3 separate regions of the Sus scrofa genome follow, and regions 2 and 3 are each linked to region 1. The links are chromatin contacts, called in public HiChIP or PLAC-seq maps. All regions are on one chromosome and are shown on one strand. Each heading gives the region's core, a stretch centred on a gene start, on an enhancer-like site or on the middle of the called end of the contact. The rest is flanking DNA. Distances are from core to core; before and after follow the strand shown. Region 1 overlaps PTPA (serine/threonine-protein phosphatase 2A activator). Region 2 holds the start of TOR1B (torsin-1B). Region 3 has its middle 21 kb from the start of TOR1B.

Region 1 (4,655 bases), core at 1,186-3,685:
GGAGTGTATCCTGTTTATCACGGAGGTGAGCGGGGAGACCCCGGCAGCCTCCAGGCTGAAATGAACTCGGGCTGTGTTCTGGACAGAGGAGCTGGAGCTGCTGTCTGACGGAGGCAGGGCTGGCCCCAGCAAGGGGTTATTGAGAAGGAAGCCCGGCCCGGCTTCTCTGAAGGGTTCAGCCACCTCCGACTGTCCAGGCTCTCTTCCCCCACCTCAGTGGTCTGGGCTTTCCACTGGAGCTGACGGGGTGAGACTTGGTCCTTAACTGGACGTGGTGACCGAGGCTGCAGGTCTGAAGGGTGGGTGGGTGGGTATTGCTGGGGGTGGGAGGGTGGCAGCATCTTGCAGATGGGGCCCACAAGGTGTGTGGAGCTGCGTGTGTGTGGATGTGTGGGATGGAACCGTTGCAGGAGTCAGAGAGGCGGGAGCGAATACCAGAACGATTTCTGCGGACGGGACAAACTTCTCTTAGATCCTGAGGACAGGGGCCAAGTGAAATCCTGGAAGTGAAAGTGAGCAGCCCGGACCCCCAGCCTACCCAGCAGGGGTGGTTAACCGGGTGCTGTTGTCCTGCTAAAGTGGGTCTCCCACAGTGCAGCCTTGGGCTGCTTCCTCAGGGTCACCTGGGCAGCTTGTTAAAATGCGTGTTCTTGGGCCCCACCTCAGCTTTCTGAATCAGAATCTTGGGGGGTGAGAGCTAGGAACCTGAATTTGAGCACACATACCAGGTGACTGCGCGGAAGTCGGGACCCACTGCTCCCTGGGCCTGTCTTTTGGGAAGTGGCAAGACCTCTCATCCTCCCTGCCTGGTGCCCTCCCCCACCTTCCTAAGGGTGCCACGACTGCCGCCTGGAGAGGGTCTTGCTCCCGTTCTCCCCCACACAGTCCTGCTGGCCCCAGTGCTGTCCCTGGCACACTTGCAGACCCCTGCCTGTGGGGGCGGCTCTCTTGGCTGCCCATTCTGAGCCCCCTGAAGAGGGAGCGCTCCCTGGTTAAGCAGCCGTAGCTCCAGGCTCTCCTGGTCAGCATTCGGCTCAGGCCTCCGCCACACTCCAGAGGCCAGAGGGGAATGACATGTTTTTCTAAGTCAGCAAATGAAGCCCATCCTGACGGCTGGGCGGCCACCGCTTCATTCTGAGATCTGCTGCCTTCAGCACTGTAGCAGCCCAAGGTCAGAAGGACTCCGGGGCAGCCTGGCTCACTGCCTTGAGAGCCAGTCACATGCTGCTCTCTCCAGAGGGGAATGGGAGGGTCTGCGGAGCCAGGGAGACCCCGCGGAGCAGGGTGGGGAGCTGGGGTGGCTTTGCTGGGGGTGGGAGGCTGAGTGTTTTGGCTCCGCCTGGTGGCTGGCCAAGCCCTTGGGTCCCTGTCAGTGACTCACAAGGAGAAAGGGCAGGCCGGAGGTCAGGGAGGATGGGAATTGACTCCAGGTTAAAACTCTGTATTTTTGTTTGCTGCGTCGTGCTGGTTTAAAAACCCAAAAGCCTTCCGGAAGTTTAGGTTTCGGTTCCTCTGCTAGAGGAAATCCCACAGTGGCCACTAGGTGGCGCTAAAGACACATCGAACTGGGAGGAGGTTGTAGGAGCCCTTGATGGAGAGGCCTGACCTGGGAGGAGGCCGGCAGGCCCTGGAGTTCTTGGTTGTTCCGCACCCTCTCTGCAAGGCCTGGTTTGCACTTTGGGTCTTGGTGCCTGGGCATGGTGGTAAACATTGGGCGCTCGCAGGGAGTCCCCCAGAGCTGAGCTGCGGTGACTGGCGGGGGGCCCCCTCTCACCCACCTGGCCAGCCTCGAGCCGGCTGGCGTGGTTCCTGACGGCAGCACCCATGATGCTAGTTTTCCAGAGTCTGGGCCTCACTACCCAGACCAGGCTTTTTGCAGTTGCTCTAGTTGGTGGTGAGGGAGGCCCGAGGCCCGGTGCTGGGACTCAGGAGGCCTGGCTGGCGGCCTGCGCGGAGCTGTGTGCGCTCCGGTCTGGCAGGGGGCAGTGTTGCCTCTGGAGACCCAGGGATCACTAGGGCTGGTGCAGCTGGGGGGTTAAACCCACAAAAAGTTGGAAATGAAACCAGCCTGGGACCTGCCCCGGTGGCCCTGAGCATCCCGCACGAGGGACCTCACCTTGCAGGGCTTCTGCCGCCTCAGGAAATGCAGCCCTGGCGCCTTTAAGAGCCCAGGGCCGGCAGGAAAAGAATTTCAGTTTCAATCTGGCTTCTAAATTTGGAGTTTTGGGAAGGGAGGGATCAGATTTCAGCTGGAAGGGAAGGAGCTGACAGGAAGGCGCTGTGTAGAGCCTCCCCCCGTCCCATCCCCCCTCAGTTACTGACAGAGGAACCATTTACAAAAGGCCGATTCTCCTGGGAGTGGAGAGGCAGGAACGCAGCGTCTGTGAGTAATTTCCTGCTCAATATGGCTGCTCTGACTCACTCGAGTCCCCTGGGGTCACTGCGGGACTGCAGCTTGCTTGCTCGTTCTCGCTCTTTCTCTTCTCCCTTTGTGGCTAGAATGAGCTAATTTTTTTTGTCTTCTCGACCCCAATTCCTTTTCCCCCTCATCTGTTTTCCTTTCCAGAGTTGCAGAGGCTCCTTCTGAAGGACTGGGGGGAGACCTTGGGACGTGAAGGCCGGCAGTGGGGTGGGGCGGCGGGGGGGGGTCCCTCGAGAGAAATAGCAGCTCTGGCCATGGAGGGAGGGGGCCGGGGCCATGGGGGGGCTCCGGAGCTCGGGCCTCCCCTGGCTCTGCCAGCAGGCTCCCCACTCCGTGCCCCTAGTGGGCGAGGCTGGCCCAGCAAGCAGAACCTCGGGTTTCCGCCTGTCCCTCGGCCGGCCTTGGCCTCGGAGCCCTTGCTGAACAGGCCTTGGAGCTGCGGCTGCGACAGAGCCGGCAGCACGCCTCCTGGGTGGTTTGCACACAGGGCCCCGTCCAGAGTGAAACTGGTTCCACAGCTCCAGTGACCCCTGAGCTTCTCAGGGCTGCGGCCCGGATGTGTGCGAGTGCGAGATGGGGCTGGAGCCTCGGGAAGGGGCGGGGGGGGGTGGAGCCTGACCGAGTGGGACCTTGGGAACAAAGCTCCTGAGAAGGCCAAGCCCCTACGGGCTGGGGGCTCCTGGCTGCCTTCCTGGAGGAGGGAGCCTTAGAGAGAGGAGGGAAAAGATGCTGGGTGAAGGGACCGACTGGCCCAGGAGAAGCCCCGTGGGGGCCTAGAGCTGTGGCCTCACTGCTGGAGGAAGGAGTGCTTGTTTTTGCTACTGAGCTGCTTGGGGGTTGCGACAGGCTTTTGGGGATCTTGGACCAGGGGAGGGAGATGACAAGGGTAAAACGGCAACTCTCTTGACTTGGATCTTACAGTTTTGTTTAGAGTTGCCTTTACTGGAGAAGGGAGAGGCTTGCGGGAGTGGTTAGCAGGCCAGCCCGCAGCCGAAGGGTGGGGGGCGTTTGTGCTCCTGAGCTCCTGGAGAGCCGGTGTGGGACCCATCCTTTCTCCCTGAAAGAGTTCTCCCCAGCCCTGCCTCCACCCACAGCCTCTTCTGGAACCTTCCACCTGCTCGAGGTCCAAGTCTGCTTTCTTGCCAGCTTGGCCTCTTTGCTTTTCGGACTCTCTCTTCTGAAGCCTGGGGCTCAGGGTGCTGAGCCCGTGCCCCCAGCCTCAGTGCTGCCTATCAGCCGGGGTGGGGCGGTGTTGAGAGGGACTTTGAGCTGTGGTTGGTGAAAGCAGATGTGCTGGCCTTGAGCTGTCCGAGGATTCCCCGAGGGTTCCCCGTCTCAGCGGCGGTTTTCTCATGTCGTGGGGACCCACTGGGCTCGCTGCAGAATGTCTCTCTTCCGAGAGGAGGGGCCAGGAATGGACCTATCTTTGCTCTCGCCTGTCCCTTGCTGTCCCCTCCCCGCTCTCCTGCCAGGTTAGGCTGGCTCCCTATACAGACCTTCCTCCCGAATCTGTAGCAGGTGCCCTCTGGCCCACCTCTGCCCCCCTTCCTTCCTCCCTCCCTGCCACACAGAGGGCAGTCAGAGGCCTGGGTTTGGTCTGGGCCGTCCCCCAAGCCCACCCTCCCTTGGCTCTTCCAGCCCTGCCTGTGGCAGGCCAGAGGGACCGTCTCTGGTTCGTGTCTGTGTGTGTGTCTCTGGTGCATGTCTGTGTATGTGCGTGCGCATCCCATAGGCAGATGCTGCAGCCTGGGCCCCAGGAGTGAGTGTGTGCTCATCCGTGTGTGTATCCATGTGTGTTTGCGTACGTGTGTATGCGTGGGCTTGCATCTTGCATGTGTGCGTGCGTGTGCGTGCGTGCGTGCGTGCGTGTGTGTGCGTGTGTGTGTGTGTGTGTGTGTCAAGGAGCCGGGGCTGGCTCCCAGGAGGCCCACCCCTCCAGCTTGTGGGCTCTCTTTTCCAGATGAAGACGGGCCCCTTTGCGGAGCACTCCAACCAGCTGTGGAACATCAGTGCCGTCCCGTCCTGGTCCAAAGTCAACCAGGGTCTCATCCGCATGTACAAGGCCGAGGTGAGGGGGGCTGCCTGCGTTCCGGGTCCTGGGCTGCTGCTCCCCCCACCCCACCGCTTTGCTCTGAAGCTGGGAGCAGCTCCTCTGACGCTTGAGGCCTCAGAGTCAGTCTATGGGACGGGCGGTCCCCAGAAGCGCTGGATTGAGGCCCAGCTCAGCCCTGTG
Region 2 (4,655 bases), core at 946-3,445, 540 kb after region 1:
ACCTCCTAACACCATCAAATCAGGGGTCAGGCTTCAGATATGTATTTAGAGGCTGAGACCATTCGGTCCACAGCAGTATATCCTGGCCCCCAGATCAGAGGCCAGCCTCTTGGAAAGGTTCTATCCCTGACTGTTAAATACATATGAATGGAGTGCTACTATGGACGTGGTGCACAGGAATTAGAGATGGAGCAGTCAAGGTCCCTGTCCTTCTGAAGCTCTCAGGCCAGTGGCAAGATGGGCAATGGACAGGGACACAAACAGGGTGACAGGAGAGTAGGTGACTGGGGAGGGAAGAGGGGTTACTTCCATGGGTTGGGTAGGCTTCAAGCTGAGGCCTGAAAACTCTTAAAGAGAGTCAAGGCAGGCATGGAAGCAACCGAAACATCCACTGACAAATGAACATGTATGTGTATCTATGTGGCACATATATACAGTGGAATACTACTCAGCCATAAAAAAGAATGAAATCATGCCATTTGCAGCAACATGGATGCACCTAGAAATTATCGTGCTGAAGGAAGTAAGTCAGACAAATACCATATGATATCACCTGTATGTGGAACTTATCATATGACACAAATGAACAGAAAAAGACTCAGAGACATAGCAGACAAACTTACGGTTACCAAAGGAGAAAGGAGTTTAGGATTAAGAGATACACACTACTATATATAAAGTAGATAAACAACAGGGACCTACTATATAGCACAGAAAAGTATATTCAATTTTTTTTTTTTTTTTTTTTTTTGCTTTTTAGGGCCGCACCTAAGGTATGGAGGTTCCCAGGCTAGGGGTCCAATCGGAGCTGTAGCTGCGGCCTACACCACAGCCACAGCAATACAGGATCCAAGTCGAGTCTGCGACCTACACCACAGCTCACAGCAACACTGGATCTTTAACCCACTGACCAAGGCCAGGGATTGAACCTGTGTCCTCATGGGTGCTAGTCAGATTTGTTAACGCTGAGCCATGACGGGAACTCCTTCAATATCTTGTAATAACCTATAATGGCAAAGAATCTGAAAAGAGGATTTCTCACTGTGGTGAAGTGAGTTAAGAATCCAACTGCAGCAGCTTTTGTTGCAGCTACCGCTCGGATTCAGCCCCTGGCCTGGGACTTCTCATATGCTGTGGATGCAAATGAAAAAGGAATACAAAACAAAACAAAAAACTGGGAGGTGGAGAGGAGAGCCATCCCCCTCCGAGCATCCCAGATCATGGCCCTGACTCTGCGGGCATGTCTCCCTCACTAGACTGAGGCTCTGTGAGGTCACGGGTCTGCCCTATTCCCTCCCTGCTTTAGCCCCAGCTTATGGCGCTGGATCAGACACAGCCAGTGTTCACTAAATATTTGTCCATAGATTGGCTGATGAATGAACTCAACCAGCTTTGGCAAAGCCTGGGTCAGGTTCCCTGGAGCATTGCAACAGCCTCCTCGAAGAACCCAGCAGCCACAGGGATCTCCGATGTGACCATGTCGCTCCCTGTGTGAAACCTCTAGGGCTCCCTGTTACCACCCCCCCCCCCCGCCCCAGATAGAGTCCTTCCCCTTCCGGTCTCTGTCTAGCTCTCCGTCCCTATTCTCACCAGCCTCCACCACGTGAAATACTCTCAGGTCCCCAACCTGCACATTCTGCAAATTCTCTTCTCTCCATAGAACTTTCTACTCCTCGCTTTTTGCTTGGATAACTTTTAAAATTCTCATTTTAGACAAAAACCTTCCCTGTTCCACCGCCCCTGTGCTTATCCAACTTCATTATTGGCCCTTGCCCACTGCCTGGGGTCCCCTAGCCTAGAAGCTGGAGAGGGCAGGGGCCAAGCCCCTCTCCCTCACGGCTGTCTCCCAGCACCAGCCAGGATGCCGTCTTGCAGCATGCTGGAAAGGATGGACTTCGGGCTTCGACGGTGCACGCCAGGGCACGTCTGCTTTGGGGACCCGGAGCCCTCCGCAGTTGTTTCAGAAAGGCAGGCAGGTGGGGAGTATATAATGCGAAACGCTCGTTCCAGCTCCGGGGAAGTGAAGGGAGGGATGACAAAGCAAAGCGTGAAGGGTCTGATGAGCGCTTAGAACAGAACCTTCAAAGCTAGACTCCCTGGAGCCTCTCGCGCGGATGGTGGCGCAGAGCCACGCCCCTCGCCAACAGGGCGGACCTACGGGGGTGGGTGGGTCTGAGGGGCGGAAGTGACGCACAGACCGGAAGTCAGCCCGGCCTCTTGGCCCCAAGGGCGCCCAGCGTATCCGCGGCGGCGGGCTGCCAATCCGGTGATGCACCCCGCAGGGCGGCTGGGGGGCACCGCGGCGCTGCGGCTGCTGCTGGCGGCACACGTGGCGGCGGCGTTCGAGCCCATCACCCTGGGCATCGCCATCGGGACCGCATCGGTCCTCACCGGCTACCTGTCCTACACCGAGCTGTTTTGCCGCTTCGCCGAGTGCTGCCGGGAGGAGCAGCCGCTCAACGCGTCGGGTACGGCGGGTCTGGCTGGAGGGGCTCGAGGGGCGCGAGGGACAGGCCCCCGCAGGCGTCAGCGCCCGGCACATCGCGCTCACCCTTTGGGGTAGGAGGGGGCATGGAGGGGCCTGGGTCCGGACTCCAGCCTGGAGGCCGTGTCTTCGGGGACAGATTCTCCAGATCGTGAGGCTCTGCCCGAGTTCCTTTTATTCTTTTTCGGTTTTTAGGGCCGCACCTGCGGCATGTGGAAGTTCCCAAGCTAGGGGTCAATTCGGAGCTACAGCTGCCGGCCTACACCACAGCCACAGCAACGCGGGATCCGAGTGGAGTCTGCGACCTACACCGCAGCTTACAGCAAGGCCGAATCCTTAACCCACTGAGCGAGGCCAGGGATTGACCCAGCATCCTCATGGGTCCTAGTCGCATCCTCCTTGCCGCTGAGCCACGACGGGAACTCCCCCAAATTCCTTTCTAAAAGTTGGGATTCCTTGGGACGCCGTGCCAACCCAATAAGTCGTTCTCAAATGTGCAGCGTCTGCCCAGAAAGCCCGCATTTGGTCTTTGGTTTTCTTACAGGGTGGCTGGGGAAATAGCAAGCAGCTGAGTCAAGAGAGGACCCGTCCTCGGATGAAGGAACGCATTTACCTTCCTTCTCAGACACTTGAGTGTTGAGGAGACCATTCATCTAGGCCATTTCCTTGGCGGTGGCATCTGTGTGACTCTGCAGCTGGCACTTCTGCCTCCGCACTGGCACTGGGGTTTGGCGGAGACGGTGCTGGACCATTCGCTAACCTTGCCTCTCACTTTGGCCAGCTGGGGAGAGCGCTGCCCTTCTGCTGCCTGTTTAATGTGTGTTTTTCTCTCTGTTCTCTGGCTGGCTGCTGCAGCGTTCAAGCTGGAACTGGAGAGAGGCTGTTTGGGCAGCATCTGGCCACAGAGGTGCTTCTCAAGGCGCTGACAGGCTTCAGGAACAACAAAAACCCCAAGAAAGCACTGACGCTTTCCTTACACGGCTGGGCTGGCACGGGCAAGAATTTTGTCAGCCAGATTGTGGCTGAAAATCTTCACCGGAAAGGCCTGAAGAGCAACTTTGTCCACTTGTTCGTATCGACTCTGCACTTTCCTCACGAGCAGCACGTAAAACTGTACCAGGCAAGGCATTCTGTTGTCCCATCCGTGGCTTCTCGGACTGGTCTGGGCGATCTCTTCACTGACTCCGGCTTCTGCTTCTTTCCTCCTAGCCCCAGGCCCTGCCGAGTCCAGGCACACCGGTAACCCTTTGCCATTTGCTGAGCTCTCCTACACCATTTTTCTTACTGATCCCAAAATAATGCAGCGGGGCAGGTGATGTTATTTCCATTAAAAGATGGAGCCAAGGAGTTCCCTGGTGGCTCAGAGGGTTAAGGATCTGGTGTTGTCACTGCCGTGGCTGTGGTTACAGCTGTGGCTCGGGTTCCATCCCTGGTCCGGGAACTTCTGCAAGCTGCAGGCGCAGCCAAAAAAAAAAAAGGGATGGAACCAAGAGCAGCGAGGCGACATGCTCCTTACAGTCCTTCTGACCTTGTGGCAAATCAGAACTTGAATGCAAATCTCCTGACTCTCAGTCCACAGGGTAGCCACGTTGTGCAATGTATGAGTTTGTTCAGCATCCCCATTGCAGCCCTCGGTTAAGTGGAGCGGGCTTAGAAAAGTTTTTTTTGTTGTTGTTATTGTTTTTTGGTTTTTGTTTTGTTTTGTTTTTGTCTTTTTGCCATTTCTAGGGCCACTCCCACAGCATATGGAAGTTCCCAGGCTAGGGGTCTAATCGGAGCTGTATCTGCCAGCCTATACCACAGCCACAGCAATGCGGGATCCAAGCTGCCTCTGCAACCTACACCACAGCTCACGGCAACACCGGATCCTTAACCCACTGAGCGAGGCCAGGGATCGAACCCACCACCTCGCGGTTCCTAGTCGGATTCACGAACCACTGAGCCACGATGGGAACTCCCTAGAAAGTTTAAATGAAACTTCAGCTTGGCCTCTGTGTTTAGCAGTGTAGACCAGAGGATTTTTTTGTCTCCTCAGTAGCTTTTATTCCCTCCCATCCTTCAAATTCTTGGCCTTGCTGTTTGGTCCAGTAAGGCTCTCATTTAAATGTAAAAGTTAGTGTTCCTGCCGTTAGATGGGGGCTGAAATAAGGAATAGAAACTTAGCAAGGAA
Region 3 (4,655 bases), core at 1,430-3,929, 520 kb after region 1:
GGGGGGGGCGCTGCTGGGTTGCCCAGGAACCTGACTGGCTGGTTGGAAGCCAGGGTTTGTACTGGACGAGCCCAGAATTTAGGCCTTGTCTGAGCCTCCATAAGGGTCTCCCCCGACAGCAAACACATATAGGTAGCAGGATCTTCCCCCGGAAAACCGGCCCAGGCAATTCCTGGTCCAGGACGACCAAGGCCACAGCTGATTGGCCACAGCAGAGAGCACCTGACCACAGGCAGCCAATGGGAGGCTAGCCAACGGCCAATGAACTCCACAGCTGGGGAGAGCTCCGCCCCAAAGGTGCTCCCAGGGTAGAACAGAAGAGATGGAAAGGTGAACCGCTGGTGCAGGAGCCTGGGCCCCCCGGAGGAGTCTGAGCTCAGGGGCCCCGAGGGAATGGCTGCGTGTGATAGGAGCTGAGCAAAGAACGTTGACACACAGGCCCCTCGTGAATCTGCTTCGGGTCCTGGCCAGCCCTGGGATCCTCACCTGTGTTCCATTCCCACCTGAGAGCTTCCTTTTGTACCGTAGCATCCTCACTGTAAGTCCCTTCATCCCAGCATCCTCAGCGTGGCTCTGCCTCAGCAACAGCAAAATCACCCACAACCAGCCAGAGCTAGTTAGCGCTGTTCTGCCAGCTGCTCTCCTGGACTCTGGGGTCCCCCAGAAGCCGAGGCCCCACAGAAGCCCATTTCAGATCCTGCTTGTCTGTGAGTACTGCAGGGTAAGACATTTTTCATGCAAGCCTCTCACTGCGCCCCTGCCCACTACCCGACCCCAGCCCCTCCACCATGAAGGCCTCCTTGCTCTCACCTCATCCCGAATCCAGTCCTTAGCACAGAAGAGCAGAGTATTGGCCTAGACCAGCCCCTCTCAACCAGCAGCCCCGTCCTCACTCCATGTTTCTGGCCGGGCCATTCTCTGGGCAAGATTCTGGCCACGTGGACCCATCAAAGGCCACTCGGGCCATGGGTGTGTCACCGTGGAGCATGTTGGCGGCGACTGACCAGCGCTCTCCGGAGCAGGGTCAGACCACAAGGAGGAGCCGGACAGTTTGCCTCCAAGAAAAGCATAAGACCTGGCAAAGAGAACTGACTCTTATCTCCTGGAAAGAGACAGAGCTGAGAGACAGAGCTTCAGCCTCGGCTGGGAACACAGGCGGGACAGTAAACTTAGTGATAAAATAATAATTCTTATGTACAAGATTAATGGTAATAAGAGCTAACTAGGGCGATCAGGATTCCTCCTGGCGTGGCCAGAAAGGCCCAGAGTTTGGGCCACCATGGAACCCAAGTTTGGAACCACTGCGTTCCTCTCCGCAGTGCTCAGGGTGGTGGCTGAGGGCCTCATCTCTCAGTGGGGAAGGCACGTGAGGAGTCTGCATAAGACAGCTACGCAGAATGGAGCTGGAGGAGGCTTACTGGTGCACAGAGATACTCCTGAGAATAACCCAGATACTCCGTTTGATTTCATACCAGAAAACTCTAAGAGGATAGAGGCAATTGTATTTAAAAAGAGAAAGAAAAAAACCTACCGCAAAGGGCAGAAAGCAGCAGCTGTGCTTCCAGTCCTGCATTTAGCCCAAAGCCAGAATGCATGGCTGCCCATCTCTGCTATGAACAAGGCGGCAGACATTTTGCAAGTACCGCCCATAAGAGCATATGAAGTAGCAACTTTATACAACATATAATCAAAAACCTGTTCAAATATGAACGTGTCATCTTCAAGCCTGCACCCCTACGCCTTGCAGGCTTTGAAACTGACAGCAGGAGTTCCTGTTGTGGCGCAGTGGTTAACGAATCCGACTAGGAACCATGAGGTTGCGGGTTCGGTCCCTGCCCTTGCTCAGTGGGTTGACGATCCGGCGTTGCCGTGAGCTGTGGTGTAGGTTGCAGACACGGCTCGGATCCCGCATTGCTGTGGCTCTGGCGTAGGCCGGTGGCTACAGCTGCAATTCACCCCTAGCCTGGGAACCTCCATATGCCGCGGGAGCGGCCCAAGAAATGGCAACAACAACAACAACAAAAAGAAACTGACAGCATGCTTGAGGTCATTCAGAAAAAGCTGGGATAAAGGTTGGGGAGACTATGCCTGACAAATTTTTCACTCTTACAGAAGTGGCATGTCATTTATTTGAACCTGTGTAAACGCACCAATGGTTCAAATACACGACAGCTGCTATGAGGATCTGACACCTGAGGATACTGAAGACATTATTGGTGAACTCGAGGTGGGCAAAGTCCCCCAACCTGGGCCAAGGAGTGGACACTTCTCTTGTGAGCCAGCTGGGGGTTTTGCCTCTTTGACTGAACCTCCTATAGGACCTGGCTTTGGCGTGCAAGCAGCCCTTTCATTTATATTCAACTGTAAACATGTCACTGGAGAAATAAAGTGTGAATCTCCTTCCTTAAAAAACAAAAACAAAAGCAAGCGCCAACTAGCCGGCAGACATGGTGCCCAGTGCTTTATAGACACATGAGCCCATGGTCTTCCTTAATCCCATTTTAGAAATGAGGAAGTTGAGATTCTGGAAGAGTGAAGTAATTAGTTAATGGCTGTGCTAAACCACGGAGAGATCTGTATACATATGTATCTGGTGTATGGGAAGAAGGCTCTCGGGAGGCCGGAGGAGGAGGAAGGGGCGTGGCCGGGAAGGGAGCTGATCGCCCATTGGCCCAGAAGGATGCTCCGACCTTCCCCCAGATCTCAGGTTTCCAGTCTGGACTCTCGCTCTCAGAACCGCAGCCAAGTAGCCCGTGGGCTGGAATCGATGGCTCAGCCCAGAGCGTGGGCTGTTGGGGGTGGGTGGCCAGAGCTTTCTGAACCTGGAGCCAGGAAAGGATTCGATGTGTCCCTTGCCGCCCCACCCCCCCTGCTGCAGCCGGGGACCCAGGCAGCTAAGCCATCCTGGAAGACCCTGTCCCTCTTGTCTCATCCTGAGCCACCCCGCTCCAGCTCTGGGGGCAGCACAGTTTGGGCCCCAGGCTTGGCACTAAGGGAAAAGCGCTTCTTGCTCCTGCTCAGATGCCAAATCGTCACCCAGTCGTCAGTGACACCCAGGCTCTGCACGGAGCATGTGAAAATGCCGGCCTGTGACCGGAATGCCAGGGCCAGTCCCTTGTGGGAACCAGGGACACATGAGGCTCCAGGACAGTCATTTCTAAAGGTTGCAGAATAAAGTGGGGGACCCAAGGGCCCAGCAGAGCAGAATGAACTTGAGAATGAATGGCTCCCTCATTCATTCTCTTTTATGGGGAGAGGGGGCTGCCCCGAAGCAAGGAGAAGCTCCCGGGCCAGGAATCAAACCCGCCGCAGTTGCAACCTGTGCCACAGCTGCAGCAAACCAGGAATCCCTAACCACTGCTACACACCTCACTCATTCATTCATTCATTCGTCCATTCAGCCCCTAAACCCTGAGCATGTCAGTGTTCCAGGCACTGTTCTGGGTCCCAGGGTCCCAGGGACCATGGCACAGGCGCCCTGTTCCTCTGTTCTCTTGGTTCTCTCTCCAAGACAGACACTTGACCTGGTGACCTTTCTCCAACCCAGACCTGCAGTTGCTCTGAGCCAGCCTTGGCCGCGCTCCCTCCTGCCTCTTAACCCGCCTCCGGGTGCCTCTGCCTGAGCTCAGCAGGGGATGACTTTAGCGATGTCACCCATCACCATGGCGCCCGAGGGGGCTTCAGGCTCCAGCTTTCTCCTCCCTTCCCTCAAGCATGACTCAGGAGGGGACAGGCCCGGGGCTGTGTAAGGCTCTCCATTTTTACGCAATCGCCTTCTTCACTCAAACCACAGGCCTTGCGGGGGGGAGGAGGGGGGCCCTCCGCTGCCTCTCAACCCTCTGACGGCCAAGGTTCAGACACTGGGTAAATAAAGAGCCACTCCGCTGCTGGGGGTCAAGGCCAGTCTTCGGGGAAAGTGCCACAGTGGAAGGAAGACTGCCTTCCAGAGTCACCCTCTGTCCAGCAAGGCTGAGACCTCCTCCTCCCTCTCCCCCTCCTCCCCTCCCTTCTCCTCCCTTTCCTCGTCCCAGCCAAGAAAGCGATCTCAAATTCAACTGTTTAGCAACAGGACATATGATTTTTCCAAAGGGTAGCTGTATTTCTTTCTCTTTTCTTTTCTTTTTTGGTTTTTAGGGCCTCACCCTTGGCATATGGAAGTCCCCAGGCTAGGGGTCAAATCGGAGCTATAGCCGCCAGCCTACACCACAGCCACGGATCCGAGCCATGTCTGTGACCTACACCACAGTTCACAGCAGCACAGCATCCTTAACCTACTAAGTGAGGCCCGGGATCAAACCTGCAACCTTGTGGTTCCTAGTTGGATTCGTTTCCACTGTGCCGCAAGGGGAACTCCAGGGTAGCTGTATTTCTGAGAAAGAGAACCTGGTAATAGGTCATTCACTCATTCATTCATTCATTCATGCAGCGGCAGTAGAGCGGTTGAGAGCTTGGGGAGTCATCTTGCAGGTGCTTCCAGCTGCACTGCCCACTGCCCTTCCCATCATGAAGCCCTGACCTTCCGCTTGTGCCTCTGTTTCCCCATCTGGGCGTGGTGTGGACTCAGGCAGGGTGGTGACTGCTGGCGGGCAGGGGGTGTCAGAGGAGAGGGAACAAGCGAGGAGGCTGGTGCTGTTGCCCAGATGAGAGATGACGGG

The links. HiChIP or PLAC-seq counts read pairs in DNA pulled down with a chosen protein or histone mark.
Region 2: an H3K27ac HiChIP or PLAC-seq map of alveolar macrophages shows a contact between it and region 1. The contact joins the promoter of TOR1B here to the enhancer-like site in region 1. A contact is called at or near these places in 8 of 47 Hi-C or Micro-C datasets (alveolar macrophages, embryonic fibroblasts, epiblast stem cells and 5 more) and 2 of 2 datasets of contacts at active chromatin or transcription factors (alveolar macrophages and skeletal muscle).
Region 3: a contact with region 1 is called in an H3K27ac HiChIP or PLAC-seq map of skeletal muscle, with 4 times the contacts expected there. The contact joins two enhancer-like sites. A contact is called at or near these places in 9 of 47 Hi-C or Micro-C datasets (adipose tissue, alveolar macrophages, embryonic fibroblasts and 6 more) and 2 of 2 datasets of contacts at active chromatin or transcription factors (alveolar macrophages and skeletal muscle).

The regions. Positions count from the first base shown.
Region 1 is chr1:269,421,771-269,426,425 of Sscrofa11.1, forward strand. It overlaps PTPA (serine/threonine-protein phosphatase 2A activator), which reads left to right. Exons shown (of 10, transcript XM_001926077.6): 8 at 1-25; 9 at 4,383-4,490. Among named protein-coding and RNA genes, the nearest start is that of PTPA, 22 kb to the left of the region's middle. Within about 2 kb of position 2,436, at least 72 of the 83 cell types and tissues checked have an H3K27ac peak or open chromatin away from gene starts, as enhancers often do. A contact at or near this core is called in adipose tissue, alveolar macrophages, embryonic fibroblasts and 6 more, where this site is marked.
Region 2 is chr1:269,964,724-269,969,378 of Sscrofa11.1, forward strand. TOR1B (torsin-1B) reads left to right here and starts at 2,196. Exons shown (of 7, transcript XM_021070119.1): 1 at 2,196-2,477; 2 at 3,349-3,605. The coding sequence starts at 2,270.
Region 3 is chr1:269,943,377-269,948,031 of Sscrofa11.1, forward strand. It overlaps the pseudogene LOC100521599. Among named protein-coding and RNA genes, the nearest start is that of TOR1B, 21 kb to the right of the region's middle. Within about 2 kb of position 2,680, at least 35 of the 83 cell types and tissues checked have an H3K27ac peak or open chromatin away from gene starts, as enhancers often do. A contact at or near this core is called in adipose tissue, alveolar macrophages, embryonic fibroblasts and 3 more, where this site is marked.